Linked DNA regions of Sus scrofa: region 2 is linked to region 1. Evidence: chromatin contacts called from public promoter capture Hi-C data. All regions are on one chromosome and are shown on one strand. Each heading gives the region's core, a stretch centred on a gene start, on an enhancer-like site or on the middle of the called end of the contact. The rest is flanking DNA. Distances are from core to core; before and after follow the strand shown.

Region 1 (4,357 bases), core at 728-3,227:
TAGGGAGCGAAACTCAGGGAAGCGAGGCGCCCTTTTCCTCGCCAGTGTAGACCTGGGAAGATTCTCCTGGGGACAGAAATGTAACAGGTCCAGCAGCCAGGATGACACACTAGGAAACACCTGACCCTCGGCGATGCCTGTAGTTGCAGAGGAAGATGTCAGGGTCCCCGTGGGGACAGATGACCTCCTGATGTTGCCAGAAGGTCGCCCCCCCCCCATACCCTGGCTGGACACCCTCCTCGCCCGCCCTCTTTCCTGCACGTCCACTCAGGGACCGTCCCCCAGAGCCACTGGGGCGGAGATGGCCTTCCCGCCCTCCCCCCGCTTCTCACGATGAACCAGGAGAAGCTTGGACCTGCGAGCTCTCGTTTCCTAGTATAAAATTAGCCCTTTTCTACAACCTGTGTTAAAAACACACCTCCTGAACAAGAACAGTAGCAGAGGTTAAGGCCTAACGCAAAGCTACCAGGGGATAAGAACCTTTGCACAAAGGCCATCGGCTGTCCGAGGATGACCGCTCTTCCCTGAGGGGCCGCCCTGCTGGTGGCCTCTGGGTCCAGCAGGTGCTTCTCACATTCACACCTGTAGCCTCAGGAGCCGGTGGCCCTCCAGGCCCCGCTTTGGCTTAGGCAGAAATGTGGATCCTGGCCAATGCGGAGGCAGCTGGTGGACCTGGTGTGCGGCCCAGTGTCACCGGGGAGCTGCGGGCAGATCCCCTGAGGCCTGAATGCTTTCTGTCCCTCACAAAGTGAGCAGGCAGGTGCTGGTGACAGACAGGCGACTCTGGGCCTGGCTGTAGGGCTTTTTTCTTTGTTTAGGTGTCATTGGTACACAATGTAAGTTTCAGGTGCCCAACATAGTGATTCACAATTTTTAGAAGATTTTACTGTATAATCTGCAGTTATTCTAAAGCCGTGGCTGCATCCGCATGACGTACATCCTTTAGCGCGTTTTATACCCACGAGTCTGCGCCTCTTCGTCCCCTGCATCTGTCTTGCCCTCCCCACAGGTCACCGCTACTCTGTCCTCTGAGTCTGCTCCTTTGCTGTTCTCTTCACTGGTCTGCTTTAGATTCCACGTATCAACAGCACACAGATACAAAGAGTATCTGTCTTTGTCTGGCTTGTTTCACTTAGCACCCTTCCCAGTACTTCCATGCTGCTGCAGATGGCCTCATTTCATTCTTTTTTATGGCTGCATAGTATTCCATTGTATCTATGTACCACATCTTCTTTAACCTCTCATCTGTTGAGGGACACGTGGGTGGTTCCACATCTTGGCTACTGTAAATCATGCTGTGAGACTTGGGCTGCGTGTATCTTTTCAAATTCGCTTTCGTGTTTTTCAGATGTATACCCGGGAGTGGAGTTTGCTGGGTCACATGGCGAGTCTAGTTTGTGTCTTGACTCTCATGCTGCTCTCACAGTGGGTGTACCAGTTCACATCCCCACCAACTGTGTGGGGGGGGGGCCTTTTCTCCACACCCTCTCCAGCTCTTGTTATTTGTAGACTTAACAGTGATGGCCATTCTGACCGGCGTGAGGTGGTACCTCACTGGGGTTGGATTTGCATTTCCCTGAGGATGGGCGAGAATGAGCATCTTTTCCTGTTGGCCGTTTGCATTTCGTGTCTGGAAAAAATGCCTGTTCCGTTCTCCTGCCAATGTTTTAATCTTTCTTTATGTTGAGCTGTGTGTGCATGTATATGTTAGATATTAGCCCTTATCAGTCACCTCATTGGCAGATGCATTCTCCCAGTCCGTAGCTTGTCTTTTTGTTTTGTCTCTGGTTTCCTTTGCTGTGCAAAAGCTTTTAAGTTTACTTAGGTCCCATCTGCTTGTTTTTGCTTTTGTCTCCTTTGTGCTGAGGCCTGGCTGTCACCCCTTCTCCATCCCAGCCCTTCCCTCCCCTGGGCACCCCAACTCCTCCTCCTAGAATCTCCTTTCCAGGAACCTGTCTTCTCTGGGACCGTCCTCTGACCACTCCCTGTTGCCACCCCGGATGGAACCCGCTTGCTGTCACTGCTCTAAACCTGCCTCAGGAACAGGCAGCAGGGACGGAGGCAGCTTGGGTGTAATGTGACCTGTGGAATTGTTTAACTCCTTTCAAAACTTATGTCTCAAAAGAGATGTATAGAGGGAACTCCCATCGTGGCACAGTGGAAACAAACGCAACTGGTATCCATGAGGACGCGGGTTCGATCCCTGGTCTCGCTCAGTGGGTTAAGGATCCAGGATTGCAGTGAGCGGTGGTATAGGTCACAGAAGTGGCTGGGATCCCGCATTGCTGTGGCTGTGGTGTAGGCCAGCAGCTGTGGCTCTGATTCAGCCTCTAGCCCAGCAACCTCCACATGCTGCACGTGCAGCCCTAAAAAGTAATATACATATGAGTGTGTGTGTTTATAACAGCATCTCCTGAGTGGCCCGAGGCCCAGTCCTCACCGTGAGACAGCAGCATGGGGACAAACAGGACCCGGGACAGCCAAAGTGGGCAGGACATGTCCCAGCGCCTAAGACTCCGGCCTTTAATGCAAGGGGAGCCTGCGGTCTTGCGCGGCCTCAGGCACGTCCTTCAGCCGGGCTCATCTCTGGCCCAGAATGAGACCAGTCACGAGGGCCTTGTCACAGGCGGTGGGGGGGGGCGGGGGGTGTCAGAGTGTGTGTCCCACTAAGTGACAGTATAATTAGTTATTCCTACCTGAGTATTTTTGGCAGTGACATTTCTTTCTGTGAAAACTGGCAGAAATTTGCTAATCCTCGACTTCACAGAATGGGAGTAAAGACAGATTAAGCAAGATGAAGTAGGAGGTGAAAAACGGGAGGTTCGTCGTCTGTGTTCAAGATGCAGATGTTCGCGTGTTTAAAAGGATGACCGGACGAGTCTGGAATTCTTAATTGAAGCTTGCGCCTTCTCAGGGGTCCTTAGAACTGAATACCTATCTTTCTATCCCCGAAGTCATTCAGGTAACGTTACTCCTAAAGCCCCCGGGCCACCTGGCCCGCTCGCCTATTTAAACGTGGGCTCTGCTGCCCTCTGGTGACCGCCTGGAGGAAAGCAGCTAGTGTACCTGCCCGCATCTGCAGGGAGAGAAAGAGGTCAGCGCCTTAACACCAAGCAGGGGAGTTCTCTTGTGGCTCAGCAGGTTCAGAACCTGGCGTTGTCACTGCTGCAGCTCGGGATGGCATCCGTGGAGACATAAAAGTACGTGCCTACCCCACAGGCTTGTGTCCACATACAGCGTTTTTCATACACACACGTGTGCGGGTGCTTCTTCAAAACAAGCCATCGAATCCCGCCGTGAACGAGACCCAGGTCACCTCCTCTGACGGGCCGCGCTAGCCTAAGGCATCCACTCGTGACAGGTCACCTGGGCCTGAGGGAGGCCTGCTCCTCCTGTGTGGCCTCCCTGGTGGGCCGGGCCCATCCCTGTGCACCGAGTAAGGCAGCCTGTCGTGCTCGTCAGCGCCACCCACTTAGTCGCAGGAAGGCTGGCAGACACTGGGGCGGTTTCAGAGAAAACCATGTCCCGCTGGTTTCAAAGGCCCGGGGACATACCTTTATGGCCCACACCCCATCTGTCCCTTGCAGCATCCCGTGGCTCCCGGGAAGGATGGACCCCTCTCCTGGGTGCCGTTCGTTCACCTTCCAGTGGAGTCAGCTGCACTGCTCGTGGTACAGGTGACCCCACCCACCTGCCCCATTCCCGCCGAGCAGCCTCCTGCCCGGGAGCCAGGGTGACCTGCAGCATACCCCAGTGCGTGCCCTGGGTGTTCCAGAAAAGAAGCCTTGGCTGTCCCTTCCCCACCGCATAGGCTTGCCTCCTTCGTCATAGAGTAGTTAATAACGAAAGTGGACTATAAGGGCGTGGATTTATGGCTCGGCTTTCTGTGCTGTCCACTGGGCTGTGTGTCTGCTTTTGTGCCAGTGCCGAACTGTTTGGATTACCATAGCTTAGCAGTGTAGCTAAGTCAGGGCGCCCATAGCCCCATTCTTCTTTCTCAAGATTGTTTTGACTCTTCAGGATCTTCTGTGTTTCCACACAAATATTTAAAGTATCTGTTCCAGTTCTGTGAAAAAAGCCCTTGGTATTTTGATAGGGATTGCATTCCACCTGTAGCTTTGCCTTGGGTAATACTGTCATCTTGACACTATTGATTCCTCCAAACCAAGAACATGGTGTGTCTTTCCATCTGTTTGTGTCATTCATTGGTTTCTTTCATTGGGGACAGTTTTCCGAGTACAGGTCTTTTACCTCTTTGAGCGGACTTATGCCCAGGTATTTTATTCTTTTTGATACAATGGTAAATGGGATTAATTCCTTAAATTCTCTTTCTGATAGTTTGCTGTTTGTGTATAGA
Region 2 (4,357 bases), core at 1,255-3,754, 57 kb before region 1:
GCAGCCAATGGCCTAGCCTTGATGCATCCAGACTTTTTAAAAGATAAGAAAGGATGTCGGAACCTTCCAGGGCCTCCCAAAGGGGAGCTTCGGGTCCGAGCACCATCCGGTTCCATGTTTTGGTAGAAGGTGTGTTTGGTCGGGGGCGGGGGGGGGAGGTGGTGTTTGGTGAGAGGCAGCCCTGGGCCTCCTTGGGAGGGAAGCCCTGATCTAACTCACGCTGGTTCCGGCTGACGTCACTTGATGAGTTCCACGTGAGGCAAGTGCAAGATGCGTGTACCCGGGAAAGCCGTGAGCCACGGAGGTGCCGGCCTGGGTGCCGTCTGTGGCCTGGACGGAGGGCCCCCGGCCCCTCCCTCCGTGTCCGCCCACGCCTGGCTCTCAGCACCCTCTCCCTCTGTCCCAGGGAAGCCTGTGGCCCCGGTGAGAGGACACCCCCTGCGCCTCTGTCCTGTGTCCTCACAGAGGGCTCAGCTCAGTTCCCAAGGACCTGGGATGGCGTCTAGGCCTGGGTGGCAGTTGACGTGGGACTAGGAGACATGGAGGTGGCTGCGCAGAGCGAGACGGTCAGGGCCGACCTCGGGAGGTAGAAGTGACGCCCCCCCCCCCGCCCCCCGCTGCAGCTGAGCTGGTGCCTGACATCTGACCATCAGGGCACAGTTCTCTATTTTAAGCCACACAGGATCCTTGCCCTGGCGGCCACACAGCAAGCCTCCGGAATCATTTCCACCTCATGGTGACCAAGTTTATCTGACTCCCTTGAAGGAGTGGACCGGGTGGGGTGGGCACAGGGCGGGGAGGCGCTCCAAAGGCAGACATGCCCACTTTCCATTTTGTTTTTTTTCTTTTTCAGAAGGGGATTTTTTTATTGTGGTAAAAGATACTGTGAAATTTACCATTTTAGCTATTTTAAAGTGTGCAATCCAGTAGCATTGAGTGGGTCACATTGTGGTACCACCGTCTGTCTGTCTCCGGAACGTGTGCCTCTTGCAGAACCCAAACGCCGTCCCGTTAAACTCTGATTCCCCGTCCCCCTCCCCGTCGTTCGAACCCCCGAGCCCCACCCTCCACTTCCTGGCTCTGTGAATGCGGTGACTTTAGGGGCCTCATGTGGGTGGAATCCTGCAGGCCCTGTCCTCGTATGACCGGCGTCACGTCCTCCAGGTCCATCCGTGTTGGGACACGTGTCAGGATTTCCCGTCTTTTCAAGGTTGAGCCGTGTCCCGTCGCCCGGCAGACCATGTTTTGTTTCTCCATCCACCCTCAGAGGGAATTCGGATCACGTCCCCCCTTTGGCTGCTATGACGCATACGCTGCTGTGCGCACGGGGGTACAGACACCCCTTCTCAGTCTCCGCTTTCGGTGATTCGGGGTCCATACCCAGAAGCGGGATTGCGGGGTCATACGGTAGTTCTGTGTCTTGAGCTTTTTGAGGACCCTCCGTCCCGTTGTCCCCGCACATGCGCGTGTTCCGTCCCCACGAGCAGAGCCGGGCTCCCCTCTCCGCGTCCGTGCCGTCCTCGGGGCTGTGACGGGGTCTCACGGAGTCTGGACGAGCGTGTTCCTGGGGGCGGCGAGCGTCTGCATCCCGCCTGTCGGCTCCGTCCGGCCTCCTTGGTGTCCGTTTGTTTGAAACTTGCCCTCGGGTGGCTGTTCATGCCCGCGGGACCCACTGGGTGAGGAGGGTTGGAGGTGCCAGCACCAGGCGGCGGGCTCAGCAGCCTCCGCGTCTGCCCGGTGGTGGCGAGTCCTCCTCGAGGCGTGCATCCCGGGGCGTCCCGGCGCGAGACGGGTCTCAGTGCGTGTGTCCCTAACCCCCCTTCTCTGTGCCCATCCCGCTCTCAGTTGAAACGCCCTGGGAGTCCGGTTGTGGCCTGTCTGGTCTCTGACCCGTCTCTGTGACACCAAGTTAGTTTCCCTCTTGGCAGTTGTGTGACGGGACTTCCTGGCCTCCTGTCGTCCTGAATGACAGAGACACATGGGTGGGGGCAGCAAACGGGGTGTGGAACTGGCAGATGGTGGAGCCCTGCTTCAGAGGCGCCAGGGGGGCGGAGAGCAGGGCCACCCGAGCCGCGTGGCTCCTCCCTGTGGCCCTCTCCTCACGCAGCTGTGGCTCCTGGCCTTGTCACTGTGGCTGAAACAGGCCCTCCCAGGGACTTTGGATCCTGATAACAAGCCAACTCTGGCCTCTCCCGCACGGCTCTCTTTCCGGGAGTGAGCTGCTCTGCCAGGCCCCCTCCCAGCCCTTCCCCTCCTGCCACCCACAAGGCAGGACAGCGAGACCGACGTGCCCCCGGGCCCAGCTTCAGCGCTGCTTCCCCTGCGGAGCCCTCCCCAGGGCTCCCTCCCGCCTCCGCACACCACTTGTCTGGGCAGCTAGTCCCGTGCCTCCTGCCTCAGACGGTCGGCCCCCCGAGGCCCGCAGGCCGCTCCCTCGTCCTGGCTTCTCCTAGTGTAGCGTTTCTGCATGAGCCCTGCTGAGTGGGCAGACAGGGTGCGTGTATTTTGCACAGCTGTCCTTCTGTTTTCTGTGACTCATCGTTATTCAGTGTCTTCTCCGGGTCAAGAGTCGGACATGTGACTTTGAGTAAGAGCACAGTTCCTAGACTCAAGCTGCTTTTAATCTGGGAACCAGAAAGGGTGAGCCTGGATTTGTGTGTATGGCACACGCATTTAGATGTCTTTTGGATATTTAGAGGAAGCCAGCCCGGCCTGTGGAGTTCAGTCTTTGAAGCGGTTAAGATCTGTGGCCAGGGCAGGGCGTGGGAGCAGGGAAGACGACCCATCTGAGCCCGAGTCCCCTTCCTCATGTGGCTTGGTTGGGGGACGGTCCTGTGCCACCCCGGGCGCCCAGCCTGCCTTGACCTCAGAGTGCTGTCTGGATAATTATTAGCGCAGACTTCCTGAGGAGGCCGGAGCAAGTCCTCCAGCTGGTGTTTGCACTGGGGGGGGGTTACTGGGCTTTTGGCCTTTGCTTAAGGCGAGGGAGGGTTTGTTTGGTGTAAACAATGATAAATATTCCCCGGCCCCTAAATGCCGCTGGACCTTAGGGACTCGGGGCGTGTGATGTGGCCTGCAGCGCTCGCCCGCCTCTGGCTTTGTGTGCCTTTTGGTTGTGTCCTCCCCAGGCAGTGCGGCTGGGGTGACTGCTTGAAGACGGTGTGTTCGGGCTGCTGCAGCCCCAGGCCGACCACGGGGCTGGGAAGCAAAAAGCCTGGGCCTGTGCATGTCCTCGCGTCAATGACCAAAAGCCTTGAAGGTGCCTTTTTCCCATCTTAGAAATGGGCACAAGGCCCAGTGTCCTTAATTACAGGATCCGCGAGGGCTTACGGGGCAGTGCGTCTGGAAGGGCTCTGAAGGGCCCGGGTGTCACCGGCCCCGACTGTGATGGCTGCTGCCGTCACACCCCAGGCGGCCAAGCCGGGCTGGGCTCACCGCTGGGCCGGCGAGGACAAGAAAACACGGTTACAGCAAAGCTCCAGACCCGGGAAGCAGTGTCCTACGTGGAGGGGAGGGGGTCCTGGCCGCGGGTTCGGTTCTGAAATACACCCTCCGCCGCTGCTGCTGAAGCCTGGCCAGTGCCGCGGAGGCGCGGCTGCAGGGCCGTGCGTGGCGCCTGTGTTTTCGGAAGCGGACGAGGAAGTGGGCGACTGCCAGGTCCTCGTCTCCGTGGATTCCCTTGCTGGGCAGGCGCTGCTGACGCCAGGCCCGGTCTGGCTGGATTGGAGGCCCTGCTTGGCGATCCAGCCCCGTCAGCTGTTGGGCAGCTGACCGGTTCCTCCTGGATGTTCTGGGCGCCCGCAGGCCGCTCCCCAGGAGTGCGTGTGCCTGGTTTCTCGTGATCGTGGGAACTAGGGTTACCCATCTTCACCCCCACCTGCAGGCTCAGCCGCCAAGCGTTGTTAGAATGTCCAGCCCTCCCGGCCAGCAGCACCGCTCCCCCTGCCCCATCCCTGAACCCCTGTCACTCCTGTCACCCCGTGGCCCCCCTTCGCCCATCTGTACTCGTCCCCGAGCAGCGTCCCGAACGCCCTCTGGCACTGCTTTGCCTTTAAAAACTTTCAACAAGTGGAGTCCTATGTGCTTGGTGTTCTGAACGTCCCTTTTTTCTGCTTAAGCTCAGCGCTGCGCTTCGGAGGCTCGTCCACGTTTGGGCGGGAGGAGCAACCCGGGGCTGCATCGGCCCTGGTGGTCGGGTTTGCTCAGGACTGAACTGGGGTCTTAAGAAATAGCAAACAGGTGTAGTGGATGAGCCAGAAATAGCCTGTGCTTCTGTTTCCTCCGTGTTGAAATTTAATCTTGGGAGGCACGGGAGGGACAAGTCCTCTGCAGCCGGGGGCAGGGCTGTGGGGGCGTG

The links. Promoter capture Hi-C pulls out the DNA fragments that hold promoters and counts their contacts.
Region 2: a contact with region 1 is called in a promoter capture Hi-C map of fetal liver, with 2.1 times the contacts expected there. The contact joins two enhancer-like sites. A contact is called at or near these places in 1 of 5 promoter capture datasets (fetal liver), 1 of 47 Hi-C or Micro-C datasets (embryonic fibroblasts) and 1 of 2 datasets of contacts at active chromatin or transcription factors (skeletal muscle).

What each region holds. Positions count from the first base shown.
Region 1 is chr7:1,998,426-2,002,782 of Sscrofa11.1, reverse strand. The region is part of intron 10 of SLC22A23 (solute carrier family 22 member 23); the gene reads left to right. Among named protein-coding and RNA genes, the nearest start is that of PSMG4, 20 kb to the right of the region's middle. Within about 2 kb of position 1,977, at least 1 of the 83 cell types and tissues checked has an H3K27ac peak or open chromatin away from gene starts, as enhancers often do. A contact at or near this core is called in fetal liver, where this site is marked.
Region 2 is chr7:2,055,583-2,059,939 of Sscrofa11.1, reverse strand. All of the region lies in intron 3 of SLC22A23 (solute carrier family 22 member 23), which reads left to right. Among named protein-coding and RNA genes, the nearest start is that of SLC22A23, 74 kb to the left of the region's middle. Within about 2 kb of position 2,504, at least 48 of the 83 cell types and tissues checked have an H3K27ac peak or open chromatin away from gene starts, as enhancers often do. A contact at or near this core is called in fetal liver, where this site is marked.